4 separate regions of the Zea mays genome follow, and all the other regions are linked to region 1. A link is a contact called in public Hi-C data. All regions are on one chromosome and are shown on one strand. Each heading gives the region's core, a stretch centred on a gene start, on an enhancer-like site or on the middle of the called end of the contact. The rest is flanking DNA. Distances are from core to core; before and after follow the strand shown.

Evidence for each region. Hi-C and Micro-C count contacts between places; a contact is called where the count stands out from the background.
Region 2: a Hi-C map of leaf shows a contact between it and region 1, with 2.7 times the contacts expected there. The contact joins the enhancer-like site here to the promoter of LOC103636210 in region 1. A contact is called at or near these places in 6 of 25 Hi-C or Micro-C datasets (ear, endosperm, leaf and 1 more).
Region 3: a Hi-C map of ear shows a contact between it and region 1, with 1.5 times the contacts expected there. The contact joins the promoter of LOC100216840 here to the promoter of LOC103636210 in region 1. A contact is called at or near these places in 2 of 25 Hi-C or Micro-C datasets (ear and tassel).
Region 4: a contact with region 1 is called in a Hi-C map of tassel, with 1.7 times the contacts expected there. The contact joins the promoter of LOC103636214 here to the promoter of LOC103636210 in region 1. A contact is called at or near these places in 3 of 25 Hi-C or Micro-C datasets (leaf and tassel).

The regions. Positions count from the first base shown.
Region 1 is chr8:157,256,982-157,264,389 of Zm-B73-REFERENCE-NAM-5.0, forward strand. It overlaps LOC103636210 (phosphatidylinositol/phosphatidylcholine transfer protein SFH6), which reads right to left and starts at 4,519. Exons shown (of 14, transcript XM_008658563.3): 1 at 4,185-4,519; 2 at 3,431-3,725; 3 at 3,176-3,272; 4 at 2,808-3,074; 5 at 2,643-2,720; 6 at 2,364-2,465; 7 at 2,215-2,264; 8 at 2,040-2,139; 9 at 1,867-1,959; 10 at 1,668-1,739; 11 at 1,348-1,474; 12 at 757-1,115; 13 at 351-425; 14 at 1-227. The coding sequence starts at 4,218. The coding sequence ends at 207.
Region 2 is chr8:157,493,121-157,500,528 of Zm-B73-REFERENCE-NAM-5.0, forward strand. No RefSeq gene overlaps it. Among protein-coding and RNA genes, the nearest start is that of LOC100283728, 39 kb to the left of the region's middle. Within about 2 kb of position 2,986, at least 18 of the 20 cell types and tissues checked have an H3K27ac peak or open chromatin away from gene starts, as enhancers often do. A contact at or near this core is called in ear, endosperm, leaf and 1 more, where this site is marked.
Region 3 is chr8:157,101,491-157,108,898 of Zm-B73-REFERENCE-NAM-5.0, forward strand. LOC100216840 reads left to right here and starts at 3,999. Exons shown (of 3, transcript NM_001143233.1): 1 at 3,999-4,319; 2 at 4,490-4,620; 3 at 4,732-5,759. The coding sequence starts at 4,064. The coding sequence ends at 5,370.
Region 4 is chr8:157,398,574-157,405,981 of Zm-B73-REFERENCE-NAM-5.0, forward strand. It overlaps LOC103636214 (chaperone protein dnaJ 10), which reads left to right and starts at 3,678. Exons shown (of 9, transcript XM_008658567.3): 1 at 3,678-3,951; 2 at 4,061-4,120; 3 at 4,721-4,803; 4 at 4,925-5,087; 5 at 5,284-5,413; 6 at 5,719-5,877; 7 at 5,959-6,128; 8 at 6,263-6,343. The coding sequence starts at 3,865.

The DNA of each region.
Region 1 (7,408 bases), core at 3,269-5,768:
ATGCGTACAAGGTATCAAGCTTTTCTGTTTTTGTCGCTAAAACACGATCTCAAGACAAGCTACCATGCTCCTCAATCCTATGTATTTCTAAAAATTGCATTTCTTTACACTGCAACAAATATGAAAACATTTGCAAGTATACTGGGTCCACAATAGCTGCATGCGATCTCCAAAGAGACGAAAATAGGTGGCAGGTACTCCAGTACTTAGAAACAGAACTTCTGCCGCTGCAAATGATGAATGGACAAATAAGAAATTGCGTATTTGGTACCCTTGACTAGAAGAGGGAAGCATTAAGATGATATGTTCTTGAAAGGAAAAGGCAAACTATACGAACGGCTGTAACTTACACAAAATTTGGCTGTCTGTTGTTGGTCAATATATGCAAGCAGCTCATCCTGCCGAATCAATGTCTCATACAAGGCCTGCTCACAAGAGAAACAAATGTTAGTACAAAAAAGTAGCATTTTCTATTAATTGTTTCATGACCTCCATGTATTAATCTAGGATTTCACTTCTGGTACAACAAAAAAACAAGAAACTTAGTAAACAGCCCAATTCTTGGATGTAACTAACATGGCTGAGAAAAATATTATTACCTCACAATAAAGCCACAGCATATATTTCAAATTTAAGATATCTAACTAGGGTCAACCTGGTAAATCAGCTTACAGCTACTTTTTTTTCTTTAAGAAAGCAAGAACACCATCTTTGGATGGTAGATGCCTCGCTCCAATATCTAAAAAACAAGAGTACCTTCTTCATAGAAATTAGTTCAGCTTCCAACACATCCACGCGGTAAACAGCAGTATGTAACAATTCCTCCTTTTCAAATGGCACTTGGGGTGGCTTTGCTTCAAGTGCTTGTACCTTCTCCTCCAGCTCACCAAGCCGTGTCAATACGGATGTAAGGGTGCCATTTCCCATATATCCTTGATGGAAGTCAGCACTATAGTGGTCACATGTGATGGCCTGGTTTGAGAGCCTTTTGGTCACTATGCTCAGCACAGAACAGAGGAATGCTGACAAGGTCAGGATTACGAATGTTGACCATGCAACAATTCGAGTTTTAAGTCCTCCCAATGTTGCCGGTATATTTCTCAAAGAGAAAGAACCTGGTGAAGCATGCATAAAGAATCAGTCAACGTAACCCAAGCTAACTTAGTTGTTTATCCTAATAATAATCTTAAAAACAAGTCGAAATTGGCCAATATGCACCACTACTTGAGATTTAGACTGTTGAGTACGTGCAGTATTGTATCTAGTTAGTCTAAATGCAGTTGGTCACAAATCACAAGAACTTCTCAATAGGACTCTAGTCTATGAATGACATGATTACATAAAGACCTGAGCTGGAAGGTGTCGAGCTGTTTCTTGGATTGGAGCATGCATCCATGACCTTGCCAGCAGCAGGGATGCTATCCCCTATAATGGGAGGAGCATCAGATGAGGAAGCATGTCCTTGAAATTTTAACTGTAAACAGTAAAACATCTATCAATCATCATATTGATCAATTAAAAAGATTATAAAGAGTTCAACCATTAAGAAGCAGTACCCCCAAAAAGGCCTTTATATATGCAACTGAATCATTTGAAGTCATAAAACCTGTAGTATAGCAAACTTATAATTGACTGTGCAGATGCTCAAAGAGTAAAAGGATACTTGCCTCATCCACATGGGTCAAATTAGGGCTTATGATGGGATCCACTAAAGCCGTTGAAGAAGAAACATCTTCCACCTGAGAAATAGATTTAGCAGAGGCATCATTGCCTTTTTCCTGCTCCTAAGGGGGAAAGGTTTATAAGGTAGATAATGGAAATCTCAAAAAAGATGCTCCCTGTAACATCCATGTAAAGCAGGCTTACAGTTGTGTGTTCAGTACAACCAACTTCCTTCTGATTTATGCTTGATACAGCAAGAACTTGTCGACCATAGTTTGCCTCACCATTGATAACCCTCTGGGAATTGAAGCCTTTTATGTTAGTATTATAAAACAGGACCACTGGTCAGAATGATGAAGAGAGCACTAGGAAAATACCTTGAAAATTTCAGGGTCCTTCCAAGGGCCTTTGTCTGATTTTGGACAACCTCCATATTCTTCACACCTGCACTTGCCACCAAGAAATTCTGGGAGTTCACTGAAAACATGGAATAGAAAAACATTAGGATGGAATCAAAACAGAAAACTAGTTAACAGGATTTGAGATCCTAACCTGCCATCGATTATTTCAAGTAATTTAGTTTGGTACTTGTTTCCAAGGACCTTGATGTAAAAAAGATTGGTGAGAATCAGTATATATAAACCAAAAACTACACATGAATAGTAAGATAAGACCATAGCAGTAAACAATAGCAACCATACATGAATTTTTGAAGCGGTTTCTGGATCAAGAAATGATTTTATTGTACCCCATAATATCTTGAATCCTTGGCCAGCATTTATGATGTACAGTTGATATAAGGTCTGCAAAATCATTGAGAATCCATTAGAAAATTACTTCGCTGTATAGGCCCAGACAAAAATGGTGAACTCATGAGCAGCAATATTTGAAGAAGAACCATGAACATAAGGTAGAAGATATAACCAAGGAAATGAGGGACAATGAAAAAAAAACTAGTACTGAACTTGGGAAGAATATACCTCTGGATAGTTGTCATTGTTGATCTTCTGCAACCGCATAATTAGCTCTCTTGCATCTTTTGTGAAGTTCTTTAGGCTCTAGACTTACAAAAACAAGTTAATTGCTACTCTAACCACCATAAAATAAAAGTTTGAGGGAAATGTTGTACATAAAAAATCACATACCACGCCTTTCACATCCAATATCGTAGTAGACGAGTCTATGTGCCTTTTCGCAGCAATAGAACAAGCTGGAAACCTCATCTGGAGACATCTCTCGAACTCCTTGACATGATATTTTAAATAGCGGTCAATAGTTGTGATCTGCACTAGTTTGTTGGTATCAACTTTCCCAATTAGTTCTATGTAAACGGGTCTTCCATCTTTGTCCACACCATGGTAAAACTGCGGATAGTACTTCACAACTTCATCTAATTCAGTGTAGTCAAATTCCTAAAGGACCAGATTAGACTTTTAAAATTAAACGAAAAGAAATGATCACACTACATATATCATGGGGTATATGTTTTGGTATATTACAAAATTAGCTTTACCTCTATATTGTCAGCACCAAATTCCTTCCTCCATCTAAGCATCTCTGACCACATATGTTTTGCTTTGTCAATATTAAATTTTCTTGCTTTCAGGAACCTACATGTAAAAGGCATAGAAAGAAAAGTTAAACCAAATAAGGGGGCGAAATTCTATTCATGAGTTTTTTCCATGTAAAAATATTGTGCAGGAAATAAAAACTTGACAGAAGAGAAGAACCAAGAAACTTAAGATGAGCAAATCAGATGCAGCAATACCTCAACATCGTGTGATAATCATCGTGATGTTCTGGCAACAGACCATCATCAAGTAAACACTGGCGAAACCTTTCAACAATCTCCAGCTCTTGAACATCTCTTATGTCTTCTATTGAGGCTATATGGTTATCATTCTTTGTTTTACTCTTTCTCCTTAAGGAATGCCTAAATCTATACCCTGTAGTAACTGCTCTCTTCTTGAAGGAATCCTTTTTGGGCTTTCTTTCTCCTTCTGAGTTCTCTTCATCAGAATTGCACTCTCGCTTTTCGTCACTGTGTGCACGACCCTCATGACCTGCACACAAAACTACTTAGCATTCCGTGTCTCAGCCAAATCCAAATCGGAAATCAGTATAGCAGTCATAACAATGAGTAGGCAAATTGAAAATTGCCATGCTTCACAAAGAATAAAATATGGTGCTACAACTTGTAAGTCATTTTATGCCCCTTCCCGCGGGCATCAATTCAGCAGAAATACTCTCATCTTTTTGAATCGAAGTACCCAGTTTTGAAGGAGATGTTTGTTATTTTGAGTCCGTCAATCAATTATCAGGTTCTCAGCAGTCAACTGTCAATATTAACCTAACAGAAGGAAATTTTTACATCCACTAAAAGCGGAGTTACAACTGAACCGATGAACCAGAGTAGCGAGATGCCCCACTCTCCAACCCCAACATCATGTAGTTGAAGGCACAAAGGCAAAAAGGAAATCATCAACAACATGTAGTTGAAGCAAACACATTTTAGCACTCACTCGGTGTCGCGAGCCGGTCGATGGTTGCCGACATTCCCTTCTCCGAAGTCCCAAAGCGGGTGTAATTCCTCTGTTGGGATTCCAATTTCAGAGCCCTCGCTACGACCCTAACCCCTAACGAATGGGGCTCTCGATCGAGGAGTAAAGAAACGATGGATTGCTCCTAATCAAGTTTTTTTCCCTAAGCGGAGAATTTTGAAGCCTTTTTTAGCAAAGAATTTTGATGCCTTTTTTGGAGGAAGGGGAAAAGAAGCTTCTGCTTTCCCTTCATCGGTGGAGAGAGGACAGAGGCGGAGGTACACGGTTCCCGGCAAGATCAGGTCCATGGGCCTCCGAAGTGCGAGGTAGCATTACCGGCTCAAATATGCCACGTGTAGAGTTGTAGCGGGAGATTGTAGGTATAACGCATCAGGATCCAAATATGTCTTCACAATTCTTTTGAGTTCTAAATTAATTTTAGTTTAAAAATAAACAAAAATAGAATCTGATCCTAATCTAATTCTTGAATTTTATAGTGTAAAATTTAGAGCTTATTGTAACCCCTATATATGAGATATTATTATTTTTCACTAGTAAGGATATTGTTTTGAAAATGTCAAGTATTACCTAGAAAGAATGCATTTAGATATTTAGGATCAATGTTATAGAGATATGTGAATATTGATAAAGATATTAATCATATAAGTAAAGCAAGGTGTATAAAATGACGTCAAATATTTGACGTTCTATATAACAAGATGGCACCAAAAAAACTAAAAGAAACATTTATAGAGCGGATTTTTATGTTCAAGTTGTGTTATTTTTAATTCTTTTATAAATTATGTAATTTTATCTGATTAGTTATGTAATCAGATATCAACGAGTAGAGACGCAAGGCGGATCAAGAGAGGTGCCCTCGTCCGCATCAACGCCGAGCTTACCCGTTTCAGCGGTAGGAGCTACAGGGTTCTTCTCTCGCTAAAAGCTACAGGGCTCTTCGCTCGCTTTTGCAACAGGCTCAAAATTTATAGCGTTGATGCCCCGGGGACTAGATTTGTGGGGGTTCTCTTTGTCATCATTTCGAGCATGTGTTGTCCACATGGTCGGATCATTGAACAAAATTTTTCGGTGGTCGGTTTTGTAACTTGTTCTCAGCTTCGGCTACCTTTGGAGATTCCACCTTTTTGCGCGGGGACATTAAGGTGTTTTTGCTTATTCAAGCCACAAATTGATAGTTCAACGATGAGAGAGATGTTAAAACATGTCAAAAAAACAGGGGAGAACCATCTAAAAGTGTTAGAATGAGAGAAATGTTGAGATACTTGATAGTTAAAAAAAAACAGATTTGGCAGCCTAAATAGTTCAAATATCAGCATGTCACTGAGTGCAACAAATCCTTACACAAGTTTCTAGCTCAAAAGGCGTAAGTCTGAGAAATTAGTAGATACAGTTTGCTAACCCAAAATAACATATAATAGTTACAACTGAATCGACACACTACGCTCCAAATTTGATGGGAGTTTCAGTTGAGAGGGATTAACTTCCTCTTGATAAACCAAGACGCTCGTCATCTCCATTGTTGCCCTTAGAGCTTGGTCTCCAAAAAAAAGCGCATCTAAAAAACATATGAAAAGTGGTCTGAAAGCGTTACAGAGTGAGAAATGTTAAAACGTGCCCCAAAGAAGTGGAGCGGGTGAGAAATATTGCAGGTTATCAAATAGACAAACTAACTCAAGATACTTGATAGTTAAAAGTATTCAGATTGGGCAGGCTAAATAGTTCAAGTATCACCATATCATAAACCAGGAATAGCTCCGACTGGATCTGGATCAGCTAAGTGTAAAAGAAGGATTGTTAACACAAACTGGTTTACAGACAGATTTGAAAGATAAAAGAGAACAAAAAGACAACCAACACAATCGAAAAAGCACACAGAGAACTAACATCATGGGTTTCCTTTCCTCAGCATACCTAGCTCCGGGACATACTCATATTTTATTCTGATAATTCAATTGTGTTAGCCGACTGCCCATGACATTGTTTCTTTGAAAATACTGAAACAATATGTTCTAGTCTTTGAAATCAAATCAGAAGACAAAGTGGTTATAGATCACATCTCTGAGGCAACACAGGTGCATTCCTTTGATCTGTTGCGATCAATAGAGTTAAATCAGACACATTGAAGTCTATGAGAACAGTGAATAACCATGATATTATAGCATAGAAGCAACTAAGCAACAATCATATAGACAAAATGATGTCCCTCATCATTCACTTTGATCTAAACTCTTCCATCTTTCATAAGGAATAACAAGGCAAATATGTTCAGCATTGTTTGAGAAAATGGTGTACTTTTAAAATAAGGTGTTCTAGCCTGCAATTTTCTTCTTCCTTAGGAGATCAAATATGACAGACATATTCTTGTCACTATCAGACTTTGTTTTCAGATATGGACCAACAAGCTGCAGAATAAGGCAGTGTCAAATTGTCATGTTATCTTGAAAGATAAATGATCTGTCTTTGAGTTAGAAAAAAATATAAATGTTACAAAAAGCCATGTCCAAAAATCAATTATAGTCTATACATTAACACATCCACACGAAAATGATTGCATAACGATATCATTAATGATAGGAAATGTACCTGTGGTTCCAACACTTGCAACTGTTGGGTTGGTCTTGTTATATAATTGGTGATAGGCAGTAGCGAAGCTAGCAAATATTTTATCGGGGTCATCACTATTATCTATTGAATCTTCACTATAGAACTCTTGTTATCAACACTGTTTTTCTATTAGATATTCAGAAAATTATCGAGGTCAGCTGACCCCAAAAAATGGCCTAGCTCCGCCCCTAGTGATAGGTATTTCTCAAAAACCTTTACCAACCCTTCTATTCATGTCTACTCAGAATCAAAACTGAGGTTATATTAATGAAAGGAAGCATATAAAAAGATGAACTATGTCTGGAAAAGCAACATAGCATCTTACCTGCAGTGTCAGGGAATAGATAGGCTCACCAGTTTCTAGCAATGTTAAGTTCTTAGATGGCTGACCAACAACAAGTTGAAGGACATAATCACCAATACTATGTGTTGCATACATCTCACTGTCAGGAAACTTCGCTTTTGAAAACCTGGGTTGTCAATTATCAATACTTGTCTGATTTAGCCGCTTTTCTTTGCTTTTTCCTAAGAATGCAACAATTTACAAATTGGATTTCCTGATGTAGTAAACAAGAATTCAA
Region 2 (7,408 bases), core at 1,736-4,235, 230 kb after region 1:
GTTGGTTGACCATTTTAGCGTGTTTGCATTTGGTTGGGAATTTTCATTCACTTGTATATATACATGCTGCGCGCTGAAGTGTGGAAGCGTTGTTCACCGATAATTGTCTACATATATATATATATATATGTTTGGCGTCTGTTCGGCACCAAGGGGGGAAAATGATATTCAGCATTATATTGCCAGGTAAACAAACCTTCATGCATGCAAACTAGCTAGTGAAAAACTCAAGGCATGTGTACGAAGAATTTGCTGAATCTGCTACTCCAATTCCCGCGCTTGTGCCGGCGGCCGTTTGGAACAAATATTAATGCATGTTCCCCAATTCTTGTGACGGAAATATATATATGGCCACAAGCAGCTGGTACTACGCAAACCTGCCGCAACAGTACGTGGTTAAAGACAGGCCAGCCTCTTTCACCCACTAAGCTTAGCGACTTTCGGTTGCATCATAGGGATCGGAGGAGAGGATTAAAAGTAAGGATAAAAATGGACGGTAAATTTTACACTATAAAATGTAAGGATCAAATCGAGTTAGGATCGGGTCCTATTTCTATTTATTTTTAAACTAAAAATAATTTAGGGTCCTAACAATTTGTGAAGAAACATTTGGATCATAATCCATTACCAACTCTAATTAAAAGGGCTTCTATTTAATTTTGATTAGGAAGAGATTTAATTCTGTTCAATCCCCTTCTAACCGAATAGGGAAAAGCGCAGGCTATAAGAAGAGCGACAGTTACATTTATAATAACAATGTTCGCCACAACACAACTTGTACGTGTTTATCTAGGCCTATCCCCTTCTAGTTGCTAGCTTCCTTTCGTACAAACCTGCTCGATCGTTCATTCATTTCTTCAAGGAAACTCCAGTTTTTTTTAGTACCGATCGAGCTCAGCTAGTAGCCGGACGACATCCATCAACCCTGTACTGGTGTTAAGGCTGGTATTTGTACGTTGACACTCTCTCTCGTTCGGACTACAGACACGTAGCCGACAGATCGAGGAATGAAGCTCAGAAACGAACACGTAGCATGCATGCCGTAGACGCAATTTACACCGGTCGTTGCGTTGCGCTGTAACTGCATGCATGCAACAGGGTACGTGTACGTATATCGTGCATGCATGAGGCACTGAGGCATGCATATATATCCTGCATCAGGATTCTTCTCTCCTGCATGAGGAGGCATTGAGGCTTGATCCGGCCTGCTGACATGCCTGGCCTCTTGAAAGACTGATGAAAGCGGCCGGGGAAGCAACGAACGAACGCAGCAGAGAGAGAGAGAGAGAGAGAGAAAGGAGGCCTGCTGTGCGAGCGAGGGGTGCGCGACTGCGCGGTGGCTCGTCCTCTTTCAAGGCAGACGAGGAGGAGGAGGGACGTACGGAGGTGAGGTGATCGGTCGGGCGAGCGAGCCAGAGGCCGTCGCCATCACAACCCACAGAAAGGTGGCGTGATCTCGATGTGCACTTGCCTTGCATGAGTAACCCCTGCATGATTGAGCCGTTTGCTGGCTAGCCCTGCACGCCACAACGGAAAAGCGCCTTCTCGAAGCCATGCATGCATGCAAAGTTCGCTAACCGAACCGTGCACTAATTAATTCCGTCCCACACACCACCACTCCACCTAATTCAGGCTGTCCTTCTCTCGATACGAATCGAACCCTTTTTTTTTCTTCAAACAAACAAAAAATTAAAAAGAAATGGCCACACATTTGCATGCGAGAAAGCTTTTCACGCTTGGAATCATTGCGGGATATTTTTTATCAGATCATTGCGGAATAATAAGTGAAGCAATGCAAGGTGCCGTATGTGATAGCTCGCATTGCCACATCCAAATATGAGTAATAATACCCCATCTGCCCTAAAATATTGGTTGTTTTAGCGCTCAATTTTTATATCTATATTCACATATATAAAACACATACATCAGGTATTACATAAATCCATTAATTATCTAAAACGGTTTTCAATTCGGAACAAAGTGAGTAATATTGTGGTATCACTAAGCCGAGACAATAAAAGGCAGCTAGCAGCTACCATGACCGGAACACGAGAAAAGGCGAGCATGCACCATGGCATGACTTCCTGCCTGCCGCACGATCTTCATCCACCTCGAGGTCGTTTACTGTTTTGCGGTGTAGACCGACATGATGCGTGAGCCACTATATTACTATTCTTCGTGATCGCCTCTCTTCTGTCGCCTTTGATGTTTTGCTCAAGGATTTCTCTTCTTGCAGGGTTAGTACCTGGGTCCCCTTCCTTTGGACGTACCTCAGATTTTTTTTTTGTGTTTCCTCGACTGACATGACTTTTTTTTTTGCGTGTGTGTCATCGTTTGGAGAAAGCCATCATACCTTTGGACAGTATCAAAACGCCTTCTAAGAAGCTCAATAGAAAAAAAAAATACTAAATATTACGTGGCACGTATTCATGAGCCCCATGCCCCAAAGGACATATATGGGCTCTGGATAAGCCCATCAAGTCAGTCAGGGCTTCTCCTGACCTATAGGGATTTCTGACTAACAATAGCGGAAATCTATAAGCCCTTGACCTCGAGACATTCTAGACTTTGAGGCGCTTCACACTTACTCCCTCCGGTTTGGTTTTAATTGACGTTTAGGACATGGTTTAGAATACCAAGGAGTGATATTATAGGTGTGATTTCCTGTTCTGTTCTTATTAAATACTCAACCGTAGCCACGCCAATTGGTTCTGCTCCGATGTCGTTCTGGTTGCTTGCATCGCCATAGCGTGTTTGCTTTTTGCTAAGCATATTTTATATAGTTTGACAATTTTTTCGGGCCGCACTATCAGTTTTTTTTTCTTCCGTTGGCACTGCCCCGCCATGCTCTCTACGAGAGAAAAATAAATGAGCAAACGAAACGTTGCTAGGAGGAAACGATGCGTTAGCTTATGCTTAATGAAGGGTAGCATGGTCACAAAATAGTCCAGATAACGGTTGGCTCTACTGCTTACAGGTGGTCAGGCCCAGGCTCAGGCCCAGCAGAATTTATGGAGGCCTGATCGTTCTATCCTATTAGGCCGGGTATGGCTTGGCCGACGGGGCTAAAAATATATTCCGGCCTTTTTAAAATTGTCGTGCAGAACGAACAGCTCACAGTCACAGGTTGCATGCAGCAAGAGCAGCTCAGATGTGCATACTAGTAGTCACTAGTCAGCCAGTGAGAGTCAGGTGACGGAAGCCACCGACCGCGGATCAAATATTCAATACAGGTCAGGTATAGGATGCTCTGCAGAAGCCGCCGTTTAACATTCCACAAGTATCCGTCACGTGTTTTGCCCAGTTAGGGCTTGTTCGGTTATTCCCAAAACACATGGATTGAATGGGATTGGAAAAAATTGAGAAGAAGTTTGACTTGTTTGGGATTCAAACTCATCCAATCCCACTCAATCCACATGGATTGAGAGCTAACCGAACAAGCCCTTACTGGTAGGTTTTCCAAGTCCGAGCACACATTGACAGCAGAGGGCCTAGCCGCTGTCTCTGCCTTCATTTTCTTTCTGAAAAGAATCGGGTTGAACGTTCGTCTTTTTTTCTCTCTGTTTTACGACCTGACCGGAGACCTCACACGTCAGTATAACAACTAATAAGGCGCCACACTGATAAGCCAGAGTCCAGGTCATCCACACGTGGTAAGCGAAGTCAACAGCATGCATGCTTCGTGCCGGCGAGTCGGCTTTGTTCGGCTGCTGTGGCGGGCGGCACGCACGGTGAAGTTGCGACCGGAAGTCTCTCGAGCGACACAGAGTAGCAGTGAAAATTTTGATCAGCAGGTATAAACCGCATCCGACCCAAAATTTCATGGGTGTAGATGTGGCCCGTAGGTGACCTATACCTGATTCAAAATATGGTTTATTCTTTATTTTATGCAAAAAAAAGTTATGATATAACATATATTATTTTTAATAAGTAACTTAACTAATGATTCATGAAATATTTTGTTGTCGCTCAACCCTCAACATAGGAATGCTTAAAATCTATATATAAAACTATATTCATGGTGTTTGATCGCTTATAGCTGAAATATTGATTAAAAGTGTACACTAGGTAAAAGCTCACGGCTGACCCGAAATCCGACGGGTTCGGGTGTGGGGTTGGAATTACACCCGTAAGTGTGATCGCGGGTGGGTTTAAGTAGACTTCACCGGTTGAATCGTGGACAGGTTTTTGCTCCACCCACCCGATCCAAACCCGACCTGTTGCCATCTCTAAATAGCATCTTCAATATAAGTTCTATATTTGAGTCTAAAAAATTAAAATGGAATATTTAGGGCCATAAAAACATTTGCAACTTGAGTCATATATCAAGTTATTAGAAAATAGATCATATAATTTAGAAAATAAAATGTTAAAAATATTATACAAAATGCGGATAGGGCTCCGACATATATGGTCTTATATTTAGGACGTTAGAGGTCGGGTCCTATAATTATTTGATGATTTTTTTTAAATAAAACTATTGTTGGAGCAGTTTTTTGTGTTTGAGTCTTATATTTTAAAATACAACTTCGTTTAGGATTTCTATTGAAGATGAGCATGATTAGTTCAGCTTTTTTCTGACGATCTTTTCTAATAATCTGGATTTCTAGAGAATCTGGCTGTGAGGAGAATATAAATATCGTACGGCTTACGTGCGGAGAAAGATCAATGAGTCCATAGGGTCTAGGATATAGGAAGTGATGGATTCCTCCCGTTGTAACGACTCGGTGGATACTGTTTTCACGTTAATTTAGGCAATTTTTACTAAAATGGTTTAAAAAACGAACCGAGAAGTAAAGCGTGTGTCAGTGTGTGTTTGGTTTGACGTTTGGCGTTGGTGTTTGCCCCTAAGCCAAAAGCCAAACCAAAGGCTGGATTTAGGAATCAACTTTTTCTAAAATTCGACTTTCTCGTAGTGTAAAACTGAAAGCACCCTTAGATCTATTTTTAGTGGCTTTTCGGATGGAACTGTGAAAACATATATCGAAGAACTTTTAATGGCTTTTAGTGGTTTCCACCAAACGGTTTTTAGTTTTTTAATAGCTCACAGTCCATAGCAACTTTTTTCATATCTCACAGCCCACAACAACTTTTTTACGGCCACAACCCAACCAAATAGACCCTAAAGTTTATTTAGTACATATTTGTTAAAAAAATAACATACATGCAATGTTAATATTCGAGGCTAAAACAGGTGTTCCTTTATTTATGATTTATGACTAAAAAATGAATTCTTTCTCTGGCTCTGTAAGGAAGAATATAAATATCGGCTTACGTGCAAAATAAGATTAATGAGTCCATAGGATCTAGGATCTAGTAACTGACTCCATAGGATCTAGGATCTAATAACTGATGGATATTCCTCTTGCTGTGATGACTCGGCAGATACTGTTTCCATATTAATTCAGGCAATTTTTACTAAAGCGATTTTAAAAAAACAGACTGGGAAATAAAGCGTTTACCTGCTAGAAGCTGATTCGAACTACTATAATTGTCGGCGTTTCGACCCCGGGGGGTCCCTGGACCGACGAGTAAATTGTCGATGCGTGTCCCAGCCCAGATGGGTCGGCGCGAGATGGAACACAAGGAGGGAAACAGTAAGGGGAAACCACGGCCTCGCGTTGTCCTGCGCCCAGGGCGGATGCGCTTGCGGTAGGGGGTTACAAGCGTTCGCGAGGGAGAGAGAGAGCGAGAGCCTTGTGCGTCGGCCCGTTCTCCCGCACGACCACCTTCTCGTACGAGAGCCCTGGACCTTCCTTTTATAGATGTAAGGAGAGGGCCCAGGTGTACAATAGGGGGTGTAGCAATGTGCTAACGTGTCTAGCAAAGGGGAGCCAGAGCCCTATGTACATGCCGTCGTGGCTGTCGGAGAGGTGTTGCTGCCCTGTTCATGTGATGTCGTGGCCGTCGGAGGAGCGCTTGAGCCCTGTGGAAGTACAGTTGTCGGGGCTGTCGTCTCCTTGCTGACGTCTCCTTGCTTCCGTAAGGGGCTGAGAACCGCTGTCGTCATGGAGCACGCGGGGTGCCATCATTACCTGTTTTACCGGGGCGAGCCAGATGGGACGCCGGTCTTGTTCCCCGTAGCCTAAGCTAGCTAGGGGTAGGGTAATGGTGGGCCCCCCTGTGACGTGGTCGGTCCGAGCCCGAGGTCGGGCGAGGCGGTGACTCCTCCGAGGTCGAGGCTGAGTCCGAGCCCTGGGGTTGGGCGAGGCAGAGACCGTCTTCCGGAGTCGAGGCTGAGTCCGAGCCCTGGGGTCGGGCGAGGCGAAGACCGTCTTCCGAGGTCGAGGTCGAGTCCGAGCCTTGGGGTCGGGCGAGGCGGAGTCCGTCTTCCGAGGTCGAGGCTGAGTCCGAGCCCTGGGATCGGGCGAGGCGGAGTTCGTCGTTCGAGGTCGAGGTTGAGTCTGAGCCCTAGGGTCGGGCGAGGCGGAGACCGTCTTTCGAGGCCGAGACGGGGGCCGAGCCCTGGGGTCGGGCGAGGCGGAGCTTCCTATGGCGCCCGAGGCTGGACTTAGCTGCTGTCGGCCTCACTCTGGCGAGTGGCATAGCAGTCGGAGCAGGGCAGGCGGCGCTGTTTTCCTGTCAGGTCAGTCAGTGGAGCGGCGAAGTGACTGCGGTCACTGCGGCCTTGTCGACTGAGGAGCGTGCGTCAGGATAAGGTGTCAGGCGATCCTTGCATTGATTGCTCCTGCGATACGGTCGGTTGGCGTGGCGATCTGGCCAAGGTTGCTTCTCCGCGAAGCCTGCCCGAGCTGGGCCTCGGGCGAGTCGAAGGTGCGCCCGTTGCTTGAGGAGACCCTTGGGCGAGGCGTGAATCTGCCTTGGTCTACTGTTCCTGCCCGAGGCTGGGCTCGGGCGAGACGAGATCGCGTCCCTTGAGTGGACGGAGCTTTGACCGGAATCGCGCCCATCAGGCCTTTGCAGCTTTGTGCTGATGGGGGTTACCAGCTGAGATTAGGAGTATTGGGGGTACCCCTAATTATGGTCCCTGACAGTAACCCCCGAGCCTCGAAGAGAGTGTTAGTACTCGCTTGGAGGCTTTTGTCGCACTTTTTGCAAGGGGACCGGCCTTTCTCGGTTGCATTTCGTTCCGATGGGTGCGCGCGAGCGCACCCGCCGGGTGTAGCCCCCGAGGCCTCGGATGAGTGGTTTGACTCCTTCGAGGTCTTAATGCCTTTCGTGATGCCTCGGCCGGTCTGGTTGTTCCCTCATGTGAACTGGTCGTTGCCCGGGTGCATAGTCAGGTTCCAAGTTCTCGCGCTGGTATGTTGACGCTGTCAACGGTTTGGCCGGAGCCAGTTTGCGAGAGCGGCCCCCGAGCCTCCGCACAGAGCGAGAGGACGATCAAGGACCGACTCGGCTTTTTTCATACGCCCCTTCGTCGCCTTTCCGCAAGGAGGAGGGGGGA
Region 3 (7,408 bases), core at 2,749-5,248, 160 kb before region 1:
GACAAAGTGCGCACAAAAGATTCGTGTTGGTTTGTGTGTATGGTCTATGGTCCTAGAGGACCGCCATGAGTAAATACTGTTGGTCCGAGAGTGGAAGAGGTGTTACAAATGGTATTAGTGCCGACTCGAAATTTTGTAATGATATTTAGATAGATATACTTGACATTTGTATAATATAAATGTTTAATCTTTATAGGTACGAATGACTCGACGGGTGACCCATACTCACATGGGTATGAGTATGATGTAAATTTATACCTACCAGTGGATATGAGTGATCTAACAGAATCACAAGACTATTTTTTTATCGTGAGTATATGTACAGTGGCGGAGAGGCCATTATGGCTTAGTGTGGCATGAGCCATACCTTACTTTTAAAAACTCTCATATCTTCTACTATACCAACAAAACAAGATGTTGTATAGTAGATGTGTTGTCTCTATTCTAGCAGTAGGTCTCTGCTACTGTATATGTATGAGATAGTAATACTCGGTGGATATTTATCTATTGACATCTAGGCTTAGGATGTGACTGGCCTCATGGCGATGCTGTTTTTGCCATGGGCGCAGCATGATAGGAGGTCGCAGCGGGCCAGCGGCTGAAGGCCTGAACCTGCCTACCTTAAAACATGTGCGAAACGTGGCCCTTGGTTTGCTTGACAGGTTGCATATATGGGGTGTTTGGTTGCTTCTGCTAAAGTTTAGCCCGGGTCACATCAAACGTTTGACTTTTAAATAGGAGTATGAAATATAGACCCAACCAACTGGACTAGATTCGTCTCGTCTTTTAATCTTCGGCTGACAAATTAGTTTTATAATCCGACTACATTTAATACCCAGAACGGAGGTTCAAACATTCGATATGACAGAGGCTAAATTTTAGTTTGGGGTAACCAAACACCCCCTATATGTTGGACCACATCTGCTGATCGTACATGTCTTTTTGGATGATGATCCTTGACAGCGAAGGATTTACTCACTTCTACTTTAGTCGTAGGGTTTGTTTCACTATTTATAAAAACTATCTCATCCTGCAGTCAGAATTTTATTTCTGATGAATGAGTTCGTTATTGTTTGATTGTTTCATTAAATTGGTAAGATCTATGCTCAGAATGCCGATATTATCTAGTCAGTCACGTATTTGTTGAGAGAACAGTGGAATACTCTCCTTTGACTGCTGCAGTATCCAGATCCCAGTAGCCAGGATTAATTGCAGGCTTAAGCTACCCAGTGAAACAGCTAGCTTGTGTGTGTTTAACCTTCATCATGGCAAATATGCCCATACGATAGTCCAGTTTTTTTTCTCTTAGGGCTAGTTTCGGAACTCGAATCCCCTTCGGGATTTCCCGTGTTTGATTAGAAAAATAAACTAATTTCCACCCAATCTTTAGGAATTCCGGAGGGAATTTGAGTTTCCAGACTATGGTGCATATTTTGAAATAACTGGATAAGGAAGTAAGCTTTTGTTATGCATTTTATAGAGTTTCTGTAGTCTCTCCGAGTTTACTGAACCTTATATGCTCAGGTAATCTTGCGCCTCAAAGTACAATTCAAAGCATTTCAATATCGATTGTGGCAGTTGAATGATCTTCTTGTTGACCTATTGTTTTATAAGGAAAGGATGTCTCCATGCTTGTATGCTTCATATGATGGTAGCTGCACCTTCGCTGTTTTTGCACAAATGTTCTGTCCTTTGTATTTAAGAGCTAACGGGTCCTGTAAGAATGCATAACTCGTCTTCTCATGAATAAATGACAATTATGACGAAACCTGCACAACTGCATATAATAACTCAAGTCTATGATGAATGGCCTTTCCTGTTCTTCTCTCTTCTTTCTGTTCAATGCACTGAAGAGCTGTATCGCGTTGTTTTAAAAGAAATTAAAGGCTCTCTTGTTGCAGAGATATGAATTCGTCGACGTGAGACATCCAACTGTATTTTCTGCTAATTAAACATTCTCATGGTAGACAGGCACTTGGTAAATGTACCTTAAACACCGTTGTCAAAGCATATAACTTAGGTTGATTGCAATATATTATTGTTGTTATTATAGTTAAATAGCATTGTTAAATGCGTAATGCTCTATATTGTCATTCGAATTTGGTGATTTAGGGCTTGTTTACTTGGGACTCCGGTGCCGTGCATCATAGGTAATAGGTAGGGGGTGGATAACGAGCCAGCTCGGCTTGGCTTGTCCAAGTTCAAGCTGACTCGTTAAGCTAATGAGCTAGCTCGGCTCGGCTCATTAAGGTAACGAGCCACAGAGTCAACTTTACTCGGCTCGTTTAGCTCACGAGCCAGAGCAGAAAAAAATATGTACATAATAATTAATTTTTAGTTAATTTCAAACTAATTTAACGATAGAAAATAGTAATTATACTTATAGTTTCACAAACCACGTCAATGTAACACCAAATTAGCATAATTCATCACTCATTAATTCACAATTCACATACATGTTCATCAGTTTAACCTATAATTATATTTGCATAGATCAAATTAACACATAGACATAGTTCATTAATCATTACTTTAATTCATAAGTCATAGACACCTCACATATATATAACATGTTAATTCATAGGCCATAGACACCTCACATATATATATAACATGTTCATCAATTATTCTGTAAATGATATGCATATAGTTTTTTTTTGCTGGAATATGAGAGCTCGTTTAGCTCGCGAGCTGGCTCGTTAACGAACCGAGCTAGGATGTCAGCTCAGCTCGTGAAAAAATTCAAACGAGCCGATCCGAGTTGAGCCGAGCTGACCATAAACCGAGCGAGCTAGCGAACCACGAGCATTTCGTCCAGCCCTAATCGTAGGTGACCAAACCAATTACTAGACTGGTCAAATATTTATTATCAGAATAGTTCCCTTATAAATGGTGTTTCAATAACTTTAATTACTAGATGTGGGTATCATGATCTGTCTCATTTCTTCCCTTGGTAAGGAGTAAAGACAGCATAATGATAATAGTGTGCACCATTTACATATATATAGATTAAAAACTGATTTTTCTTTCCCTTTCTTTCAATTAGTATTCTTAGGCATAGTCCTCCGACCAAATATACATTCGCGCTCAAATTGCCTGGACATGTAAAAGTCATCAATTCAGCGTCGTAACTCTCATGCAACGGTTTTTGCCATGCAAATAAATAGGCCACGCCTTCAATCAAAAAGGCCTTTACCCACTCAAAGTGATCTCACTAGATTTATTCTGTCATGTTTATACCAGTTCGCCAAATTTTACACGAAAAGTTTTGAGCTTTTCTTCTGTATATATATATAATAGGCTCCCCATTGCCGCTGCATTCACCATTCGAAAATCTGGCCACTGGATTGCGCTGTCACCCTGTACTTGGAGGATCTGCAGATCTGTTCTCCATTCCATTGGCTCCATCCTCCGCACTTGTTTCTTCACCGCAGGACCACTGCCCGCCGGCGGCGGGCGGTGCTCCTGGTCTGACATTTCCAGGTTGGACCGAAGCCCACGCACGAGCTGCAGCTTCATCCGCAGGATCCATCCATGCCCGCATAGTACATAGAACGTGTGCAATAATTCACCCAGTAGTGGTTGCCTGCTAGCTGTTGGTGCTCCTGAACATTTCTAGCGCAGTGGCGCTGGGCCGGAGCGCCGCGTGCCTGCGTCGTCAGTTCGGCCGGTCGGTCGTAGCGTCAGCAGCAGCAGCAGTCGTCGTCTCAACCACCGCTGTGTTTCCCTATCAACCCTAATAAATAGCCACCATTGCGGATGGGAGAATCGAACCGGGCGGTGGCGGGGACGCGGGGCAGGGCAGCGCACAGCATGAACGACTGGGCTGGGCGGTCCGCCATGGTCACTTCCCAGTCTCGAGTGACACGGCATCATGATGCGTGCCCTACTCAGCGGGGATGCATGCGCGTGCGTGGTTAACAAACTCCATTGGTCGTCTCGTCACCTATATAAAGCTCGCACGAGGCACGGCCGGTTTCACTACACCAGGGCACGACGTGCGTTGCGTCGTGAGTGTTTGTGTTTCAGAGCTGAGAGTCTGAGACTGAGAGAGATAGAGGTGATGATGGCTCTGCAGGCGCAGGGGACGCGGGTGCCGCTGGTCCTGGCGCTCTTCCTCCTCCTGGCCGGTTGCGGCAGCGAGGCGCAGCCGCTGGTGCCGGCGCTGTTTACGTTCGGTGACTCGTCGGTGGACGTCGGGAACAACGACTACCTCCACACCATCATCAAGGCCAACTTCCCGCCATACGGCAGGGACTTCGCCAACCACGTCGCCACCGGGAGGTTCTGCAATGGCAAGCTGGCGACCGACATCACCGGTACGTACGTAGCTAGGACTAAGTCGGGGATGCATGCCATTGCCATTCCTTTCTGTCTCTCTCTGGAGTCTGGACAACATCGATCTGATGAATGCAACTCCCGACCACGTACGACGACTTTTTCGTCGATCGTCTGCGTACGTGGTGCATGCATTGTGCCATGGCTGCAGCCGACACGCTGGGGTTCACTACCTACCCTGCCGCGTACCTCAGCCCACAGGCGTCGGGGCAGAACCTCCTCATCGGCGCCAACTTCGCGTCCGCGGGGTCTGGGTACTACGACCACACGGCACTTATGTATGTAAGTATCATCAGATCAGTTCGTCACCACCTCATCGATCGATCGATCAGTGTGACCTAACGGCTAGCAATTCTTACACACCAATGCAAACAAACAAACACACACACACAGCACGCGATCCCGCTGTCCCAGCAGCTGGAGTACTTCAGGGAGTACCAGACGAAGCTGGCGGCGGTGGCCGGCGCCGGGCAGGCGCGCTCCATCCTCAGCGGCGCGCTGTACATCGTCAGTGCCGGCGCCAGCGACTTCGTGCAGAACTACTACATAAACCCGCTGCTGTTCAAGACGCAGACGGCCGACCAGTTCTCCGACCGCCTCGTGGCCATCTTCGGCCGCACCGTGCAGGAGCTCTACGGCATGGGGGCGCGCCGCGTCGGCGTCACGTCGCTGCCGCCGCTGGGCTGCCTGCCGGCGTCCATCACGCTGTTCGGGCACGGCGCCGCCGGGTGCGTGTCCAGGCTCAACAGCGACGCGCAGAGCTTCAACCGGAAGATGAACGGCACCGTGGACGCGCTGGCGCGGCGGTACCCGGACCTCAAGATCGCCGTCTTCGACATCTACACGCCGCTGTACGACCTGGCCACGGACCCCCAGTCGCAGGGCTTCGCGGAGGCCCGGCGGGGATGCTGCGGGACGGGCACGGTGGAGACCACCGTGCTCCTCTGCAACCCCAAGTCCGTCGGGACGTGCCCCAACGCCACGTCCTACGTCTTCTGGGACGCCGTCCACCCGTCCGAGGCGGCCAACCAGGTCATCGCTGACTCGCTCATCACCGAGGGCCTCATCCTCGTCACGTAATCATGCTTTTGTTTTGGCTTCAAATCGATCAGACTACACAAAAGTCGTCGTTCCTAAACGTATACTATGCCTGTAAATTTATTCCTCTTGTTTTTCTTATTTGCGTTGATTAATGTTTTCGGAAGTATAAGCAACAACATGAATGAATGAATGAATGAATGAATGGACTCCTATTGTTGTCAAGTTCAACGTCACATTATTTGTGTGTAGAAAGTAGACGCAACACACGTACAAGAGGCAGATTTTACTCAAGTCAAATGTAGAAAAAGTTCATCGACTGATGTTTTGGTATCATCCGAGAAAAGTAAGACAGGTTTGTCGTGGTCATCTCACCACACCGTATTATTGTCTCTCGATCCTCTTGTAGTCCTAATTAATACTCTCTCTCTAACAATTACCCCTTGCCATATATCTTATTTGTATTTTTAATATATTATACTACCTCTATATTTTCGAATATTTACCGTCTTTTAGTTTATTTTTAAACTAAAATGTAACAAATAAGAACTTATTCGTTTCACTATATATATATGGACTGCGTGTTATTAAGTCCATTTAAATATATACACTCCGGTCCACATAAAATTTCAATAACCGAACAAAATTTAAAAAAGAACGAAGGAGTACTATCTTTCTCTCAAAGATTCTTCTCCTATGTACATATTATCTCTAACAATTCACCTTATATCCTTCACGTACAACAACGACCACAAACGGCGTTCGTCCAATGACTGTTCTAGAAAAAGGAAACAAGAAAAGAAAGGTCATAATTCATCTTCTCTGAAACGATTGCTCTACTATTAGCGAACCTCGTCGTGCGCCTGAGGCGGCGGTGCAAAATCGATCCCTTTTTAGTTAAAGGAATTTAATTGGTTAGCATAAAATAATATCTAATAAATAGAAAATCGAATAGCGGATAATCCGTTATGAAAGAAACGGAATACATTCTTTGAAGAATCAAGATTCGTAATCAATCCTTGTCTTGTTTGTTGGATTAGGTCTAATTTTCTTGACCAAACAGCAAGCATGGAACTTTACAAGAAGAACTTAAAAGAAAAGGATAATTGAAGTAACTTTGAATCCACTTTTGTTGGGGTTCAAAAAACGAATAAAAATAAATAAAAAAAAGTAAATTTAAGGAATAGTTCCCTTTTTGAGGGGGCCCCTCGGGGGTCGTGGAATGCTTTTCTTCTCCTCTGTTCGTGTTCTCCAGAGGGAGAGCTCCGGCAACTAGGATCGAGCCAGCTCGGCTCGTTATGGCTCGTTACTGTAACGAGTCAGCTCGGCTCGGCTCGTTATACTAACGAGCTAAACAGTTGACTCGGTTCGGCTTGTTAGGAAGTTCGAGCCAACTCGTTAGGCTCGTGAGCCACACAACTAAATACAAAGATCTATATATATATATATATATATATATATATATATATATATATATATATATATATATATATATATAACCGAAAAATCATATTTTAAGTGTTTAACACTACAAACCCAAAACCTTTATAATATTACTATCATATCATCTTCCTAGCGCTTCTAACTTTTAATATTAAATTAAATAACCAAATATGTATTGACTTACAAATTTATAAACCCTTATTATAATAAGATAGCAACAAGCATCATTATAAAGCAACTCGTCATCCATTCCACAAACATGTAACATTTCATTGCACAACACTAACATCATATGCTGCTAGAAATAAAGTTCACAAAACCATAACCAATAATCTCTACTACTTATTAAGACTGAAAGGGTAGCCTGCCGTTCTGCCATTGTGCAATCTCAACCGTCCGTTCTACTCTTCTACGGTCGTAGCCGTCCGATCTTGCCCACCACCCCACACGACCTCTCCCACCCCGCCTTCCGCCGCCAGGCCCGCATCTCGCAACCGTCCTGCGCGAGCAAAGAGCCCCCGTTCCGCTCCCACGATCACCGTCGCTCTGCCCTCGTATCCCCTCCCACGACACCGAGACAATGACGACG
Region 4 (7,408 bases), core at 2,428-4,927, 140 kb after region 1:
AAATGCTAGTGTGGAGTGAGGTTAGATGATGTCTCATTTTATCACTCCACATATTATAATCTTCACCATAAAACATAGGTGGTTTGCCTAATGGGACATAAAGTAATGGAGTACGTTTGGAAATGCGAGGGTAGCGTAGGGGAATCTTACTAAACTTCTTGCACTCATGGCGCTTAGAAGTTACGAACGGCGTGTCGAAGCCGGAGGTGGATGGCGACGAAGAATCAGTCTCGTAGTAGACCACCTTTCTCATCTTCTTCTTCTTGTCACCGCTCCGACGCGACTTGTCGTGTGAAGGGGATCCCTTCACCTTGTTGGCGGACTCCTCGGATGGAACCTTCCCATGGCTTGTGGCGGGCTTCTCGCCGGTCCCGATCTCCCTCTTGGCGGATGCTCCCGACATCACTTCGAGCGGTTAGGCTCTAATGAAGCACCGGACTTTGATACCAATTGAAAGTCGCCTAGAGGGGGGTGAATAGGGCGAATCTGAAATTTATAAACTTAAGCACAACTACAAGCCGGGTTAGCGTTAGAAATATAAACGAGTCCGAGAGAGGGCGCAAAACAAATCATGAGCAAATAAAGAGCGAGACACGATGATTTGTTTTACCGAGGTTCGGTTCTTGCAAACCTACTCCCCATTGAGGTGGTCACAAAGATCGGGTCTCTTTCAACCCTTTCCCTCTCTCAAACGGTCACTTAGACCGAGTGAGCTTCTCTTCTCAATCAAACGGAACACAAAGTTCCCGCAAGGACCACCACAAAATTGGTGTCTCTTGCCTTGGTTACAATTGAGTTTGATCACAAGAAGAATGAGAAAGAAAAGAAGCAATCAAGTGCAAGAGCTCAAATGAACACAAATGTCGCTCTCTCTAGTCACTATTTGATTTGGAGTGATTCCGGACTTGGGAGAGGATTTGATCTCTTTGGATGTGTCTAGAATTGAATGTTATAGCTCTTGTAATGTGTTGAAGGTGGAAAAACTTGGATGCCATTGAATGTGGGGTGGTTGGGGTATTTATAGCCCTAACCACCAAAATGTGGTCGTTGGAAGGCTGCTACTGTCGCATGGCGCACCGGACAGTCCGGTGCGCCACCGGACACTATCCGGTGCGCCAGCCACGTCAGTCGGCCGTTGGGTTTTGACCGTTGGAGCTCTAACTGGTGGGGCCTCTGGGCTGTCCGGTGGTGCACACTGTCCGGTGCGCCAGCCACGTCAGTCGGCCGTTGGGTTCTGACCGTTGGAGCTCTAACTGGTGGGGCCTCTGGGCTGTCCGGTGGTGCACCGGACAGGTCCTGTAGACTGTCCGGTGCGCCAACTGTGCGTGCTTTGTCCTCTGCGCGCGCAGGCGCGCATTAAATGCGTTGCAATCGACCGTTGCGCGCGAAGTAGTCGTTGCTCCGCTGGCACACCGGACAGTCCGGTGTGACACCGGACACTGTCCGGTGCTTCACCGGACAGTCCGGTGAATTATAGCGGAGCGGCCTCCTATTTTCCCGAAGGTGGCGAGTTCAGCGTCGAGTGCCCTGGTGCACCGGACACTGTCCGGTGGCACACCGGACAGTCCGGTGCGCCAGACCAGGGTGCCTTTGGGTTGTCTTTTGCTCTCTTTGTTTGAACCATTTCTTGGTCTTTTTATTGGTTTATTGTGAACCTTTGGCACCTGTAAAACTTATAAACTAGAGCAAACTAGTTAGTCCAATTATTTGTGTTGGACAATTCAACCACCAAAATCAATTAGGAAAAAGGTGTAAGCCTAATTCCCTTTCACTATCCCATTTTAATAAGGTATACTTATGTAATATATAGAAATCTAGCAACGCATGAGCATCAAACTATTATATATAGAAGTCTGCATGGTACTGATAATGACAATGTAGTGGTGAAATAGCTAAATTAAAATAACATGTATGGCTAGAATCACAAATGGATTACGAAACATTTTCTCATAACAACACAACATATATTTGTATATAAGTTATCATGGTATTATATATTCCCATTGCAACACACGGGCACTCACCTAGTTTTTTAAGTAAACACAAAGCTTTTGATGCCCTCGATCTCCATCTAAACCGTGTACCCACAAATGAAGGGTCAATGGTTAGTATGTAAATTTTAGTAAGAGTATATAAATAAATCCACAAATATATTTGGTAGCGATACAAATTGTGATAAACAGATAACAACACCGATATAACATATTACATATCCATATAACCAAAATGACCCATTCAAGACAACTAAATTAACTCCCTAGTTTAGCTATTTATAGAACAACAACTAAATCATGCTAGAGGAAGAAATATTCATGTATAGAAACTATCTATAACACCACGTCCAATCCTGGACCGGCGATACTTACTCCTGGCAGCTCGCTAGTCGTATATTGTCTCCACAGACCAACATGTATCTTTTGTGCGCACTTTGTTCTCACTCATGCGCACCCGAGAAAACTTTCCGGTCGGTCACCTACCCCAAATTGCTCTAAGCCAAACACGCTTAATTTGAATGTTCTTTCGAGATAGACTTCTAAAAAAAAGATGCACCTTGTTGATATGAGTACTCTATTAATTCTATTAAGCCTTGGGCCAAGATATCACCATCCCAGGGGCCAGGATATCACGCTATCAAAAACCAAAAGAAAGAAGCCAAGCTCGGGTAGAGAAGGCGAGGGAACCCTAACAGTAACATATCAATGTAGCTGAGCCTGCCACATTTTGGCCCTATCAAGAAAACGACCCAATAAATAGGCTAAACAATGTTTAAACTCGTTTAAACCCGTTCCATTTAGGCCGTTTTGACCGAGCATTGACCGTTAAAATGGATCAACCGTTTACAGGACCTTCTAGGTCCTAAACTGCATAGTGTTCCTCCGTTTACCATTTAGATCCGTTTAAACGGTCGTCTAAAACCATTTAGGATAACAGTATTACTGACACAAAGATTCCTAGAGTGTTGCATAAGATATAACACTATAAAAATAATATATGAAATAATGTTTGGAGGTATAGATTGATCCAATTTAACTAAATTTATATAAATTACCTTTGTATTTTTAAAAATTATAAATCTGATATAGTGTATATCTAGGAGCATAGAAAAAACTGTGTACCTAGAAAAGTTAAACGACTTACAATTTAAAATAGAATAAGTGGTATGAACATTTGTCTAAATTTATTATAAAAATATTTTGTACGGGTAAACAAATCATACCCTAAATACGATAACATTAGTATTTTTAATAATTTATTCTAAGTTAAAATTGATTTATTAGTAATTTTTAACAAACTCGGCCTTAGTTGAGATTGATTAACTTTGGGAAAAAATTATAATTGCTTCCCTAGATTGAGGTAAGCGGTCTCTTCTTCCTTTTTAGAAATATTAAAATGGCACATGAAAGGCTGCATCTTTCAACATTCTGTAATGTTCTTGCGAATGATTTTGTCAGTGAGTCTGTAAGGCCAGCGGTGTACCGCTGTGGCGCTGCGTATATGGGAAAGATTGAAAGAATGCTGTGATCCCCTAACGCCAAATCAAAGAGTAATCATGTACGGAGTCTGCAAAGGGGAGCGGGCTGGCGGCCAGCGAAGCATCCCTTTGCAGTTGCAAGCCAGCGGGGGCAGAAGCTTCTCAGTGACGTCGCCCGCTGCTGCAGTTTGGTCCCATGTTGACCGGTGGGCCCAGTCTCCGGTGCCTTTGGTCCCATGTTGACCTCACCATCGCCCTCCGGTCTCGCGGCCTGGTGGGCCTCGGCCTCTCCGACTCTGGGTTCATTCGCCTGCACTGCAACCCATCTCGGAACCCTCCCTCGCCTCCCTCGCGTTCAGTTTGATCCAGGACGAAGGGAACGGTGAGCCGCCATGGTGAAGGACAGCGCGTACTACGACGTCCTGGAGATCAGCACTGACGCCTCCATGGCCGAGATCAAGAAGGCCTATTACCTCAAGGTGCGTGCGTGGCTATCTCCCCTCCCCTGATCAGCGACCGTGGTTATTTCCACGCAGACTGTTCCGGTTTCGCGATTTTGAATCTGTTGGCCTTGTTTTGTTTCTGAAGGCCAAGCTGGTGCACCCGGACAAGAATCCGAGCAATCCTGATGCTGCGCGCAAGTTTCAGGTACATATACATATTCTGCTCTACTGATTCCTGCGGATTTTGCTAGTTGCATTCGGGTGCGGCAGAGATACGAGTGGAATGGCTGTAGAAATTCCTTCGTCCCACTGGGAGATATAGTACTAGGGTCAAAACTCAAAGCCCACAAAGATGTCACCGCGCAACTGTGTTTTGCTTCTGATTGCATTCTATTTGACCAGAGAATTCGCATAGGTGTTGCAATAGTGTGCAAAAGCTAGGCTCTGGTTGCTACCAAATTTCTTTGGACACTATGGTTTTAGAATACCATGGGCTCTAAAAAACAGTGCAGTTTTGGCTAAACTTGTATCCAAAACAATGTTTTACAAAGTTCGGCCAAACACCTTTTGGTTCAAAATACTACAGTATTCTCAAATATCATAATATTACATTGAAACTGTAAATAAACCTTGCTACCAAACAGGCCCTAAACTGTAAACACACCATTGTCATAAACTTAGTTGAGTATAGCACAGGAATAATTTTCTCTTATCTCTTATGGCAAAATTTGAATCAGTCGTACTGTAGATTGTTAGAATGTTAGCTACGAACACTGATTTGAATTGGTTGGTTACCTCGTACAAGGAACTAGGCGAAGCCTATCAGGTCCTAAGTGATCCACTGAAAAAGGAGTCTTACGATAAGTATGGAAAGGAAGGACTTCCACAGTAAGTCCTGAATTTATCTAAGTCTATGCCATCTTCAAACGCTAGTTTCTGAACATAGGATGCCACAGATCTCTGAGCTTTATTTTGATGTTGTATTTATGTTCTTGCAATGACATTCCAGAGATAATATGATTGATCCAACTGCTGTCTTTGGAATGCTTTTTGGGAGCGACTATTTTGAAGATTATGTTGGCCAACTTGCGCTAGCATCTGTTGCCTCTGTAGAGATTGAGGAAGAATCAAACACACCTGAGGCAAGGACAAGGATTCAAGAGAAGATAAAGGTAAGCTACTCCTATAATAAGTTTTATTTCTAACACCAATCTTCTCAGACTAAAAATTCTCATACCCCGGCAGGAGAGACCGCCCCATGGTTTTGCTTTAATAAGGGTCTAAATTACTTCATGGTCTAGAAAAATTTCCTCCAGCTTGGGAGTTGATGTTCTAAGTTTAGACCTTTATAATCTCATTGGTTTTCAGGACGTGCAAACCGAAAGAGAGCAAATACTTACTCAAAGTCTAAGGGATCGGCTGCAACCATATGTTGATGGGAAGCAAGATGAGTTTGGTGATTGGGCAAGTGCAGAAGCTCAGCGTTTGTCTCAAGCTGGTAAGGTCTAAGAACCTAACCTTTTATCTCCATATTCAGTCATCTACTCTCTAGAAGTATAAGCACTTCATTCTGCTTTTGCTGCTAGAGAGACACTTGTTAATGCTATTTTCGTGATGAGCTTAAACTGTTGAATTTCATTTCTCATACCTCTGTTGCGTTTAAAATGCTTATACCTTCAGATTCTGCAACTATCATAGTGTGGCATCCATAAGGTTCATTTGTGTCCTTTATTTAGTGTTGAACATTATAAATATTTTAATGATGATTTTTTATGTGATTTACTTATATAAATATTTTTTCAGCTTTTGGTGAGGCTATGCTTCACACGATTGGCTACATCTATGTTCGGCAAGCAGCACGAGAACTTGGAAAAAGCAAACTGTATATGGGTGTACCTTTTATTGCTGAGTGGGTAAGGGACAAGGGCCACCACGTAAAATCACAGGTTAATGCTGCCGCAGGTAAATCAGAGGACAATAACTACACCTATTTTTGAATAACGATGACCTGATTCTTCAGTGACTTATATCCTCCTACTATAGGTGCAATTTCTCTGATACAGCTACAAGAAGGGATAAAAAAGATTGAAGAGGGTGACAAGGAAGAGCAGCTTATTAAGAGTATCGAAGAGAAAAAAGATGCAATGCTGAATTCTTTATGGAAAATTAATGTGGTCGATATTGAGTCAACGCTTTCACGGGTCTGCCAAGCAGTAAGCACTTATTCAAATTGCTTCATTTAGTTTACCTTGCATGCATATTTATATCTCCTTTAATATGAATATTCAAGTAGAAAAATGTAAGTCTACCACTCCATGTTTAATTTTTGTATTCACATTTTCTCCAGGTTTTAAGAGAAAATGATATTCCCAGAGACGTACTCAAGTTGCGAGCAAGAGGACTGAAAAAGCTAGGGACGATATTTCAAGTAAGTTTTCTTTTAGCCTGAGACCTGAGTAACCCAGTTACTTTTTCAAGGCAGAGAAGAATCGATGAAAGCTTAAGGAGAAGACCCATTAATCTTTCATCACTTATGTTCGTATATATTTCCATCATGCTAGTACACATCATTTTGTTTGAGTAAATTGCATTATAAACACCAAATATTGGATCCGGTGTTAATGTTTGTCGGTACTAAAATCAAATACTCTAACACAATCCTTTCCAACTGAAGTTATGATGTGCACCCACTTTCAGGGCTCTTTGGAATGATGCATAATTTGTTGACACATGACCTATTTATCATACAAATTAATGTCAACATAAGTTAATTTGGACCACGTTCATTTTTTACCAATTAGGTATGGAATTGATTTTTTATTGACAATATTGCAGTGATATCATAAACCATTAGAACAAATTCAAACATAATTTTTGCCTTCTTTTTGCTGAATGTACCACTAGTGCAAAACACATTTAGAAACTCTTGGAAGTGTAGAAATGTGAACTCACTATATTGATAGGAGATGGGGTACATATATATAGGGACTCAATCCTAACCCTAATGGGCCGGCAACCCAACAGTGGTGCCGGCCCACACACACCCACACACACAGTCTAACATCCCCGTGCAGTCGCAACGGGGGCACCACACACGATGTGACTGGAGTAGAGGCCGAAGGTAGGAGCCGACGGGTTGAAATCCCCCCGCAGTCGCAGCGTCGTGATGGTGCGAATGTTGCGGCTGGAGTAGAGACCGTTGTGTGCTCCAAGAAGACGATAGCCCCTAGGTGCCGAGGTAGCCGAAGTCGAGGTGGTCGCGGTCGGAAGACGCGCAACAAAAGCCTGATCTTCGGGAGGGTCGACGTTCGGCAGGGCGACACAGCAAAAGGGCACCGGCAGGCCGACCTTCCTGCTTCTTCGATCGACGAGACGTCAAGGAGCCCCGCCAGGGAGGCCGACAGCAGCGCACGCGGCTGCGCTGGCCAAGGTGTCCGCGCTCGCGGCAGAAAAGAAGGGGAATGTCGGATCCGGCCGGGAAGGCCACGACAGG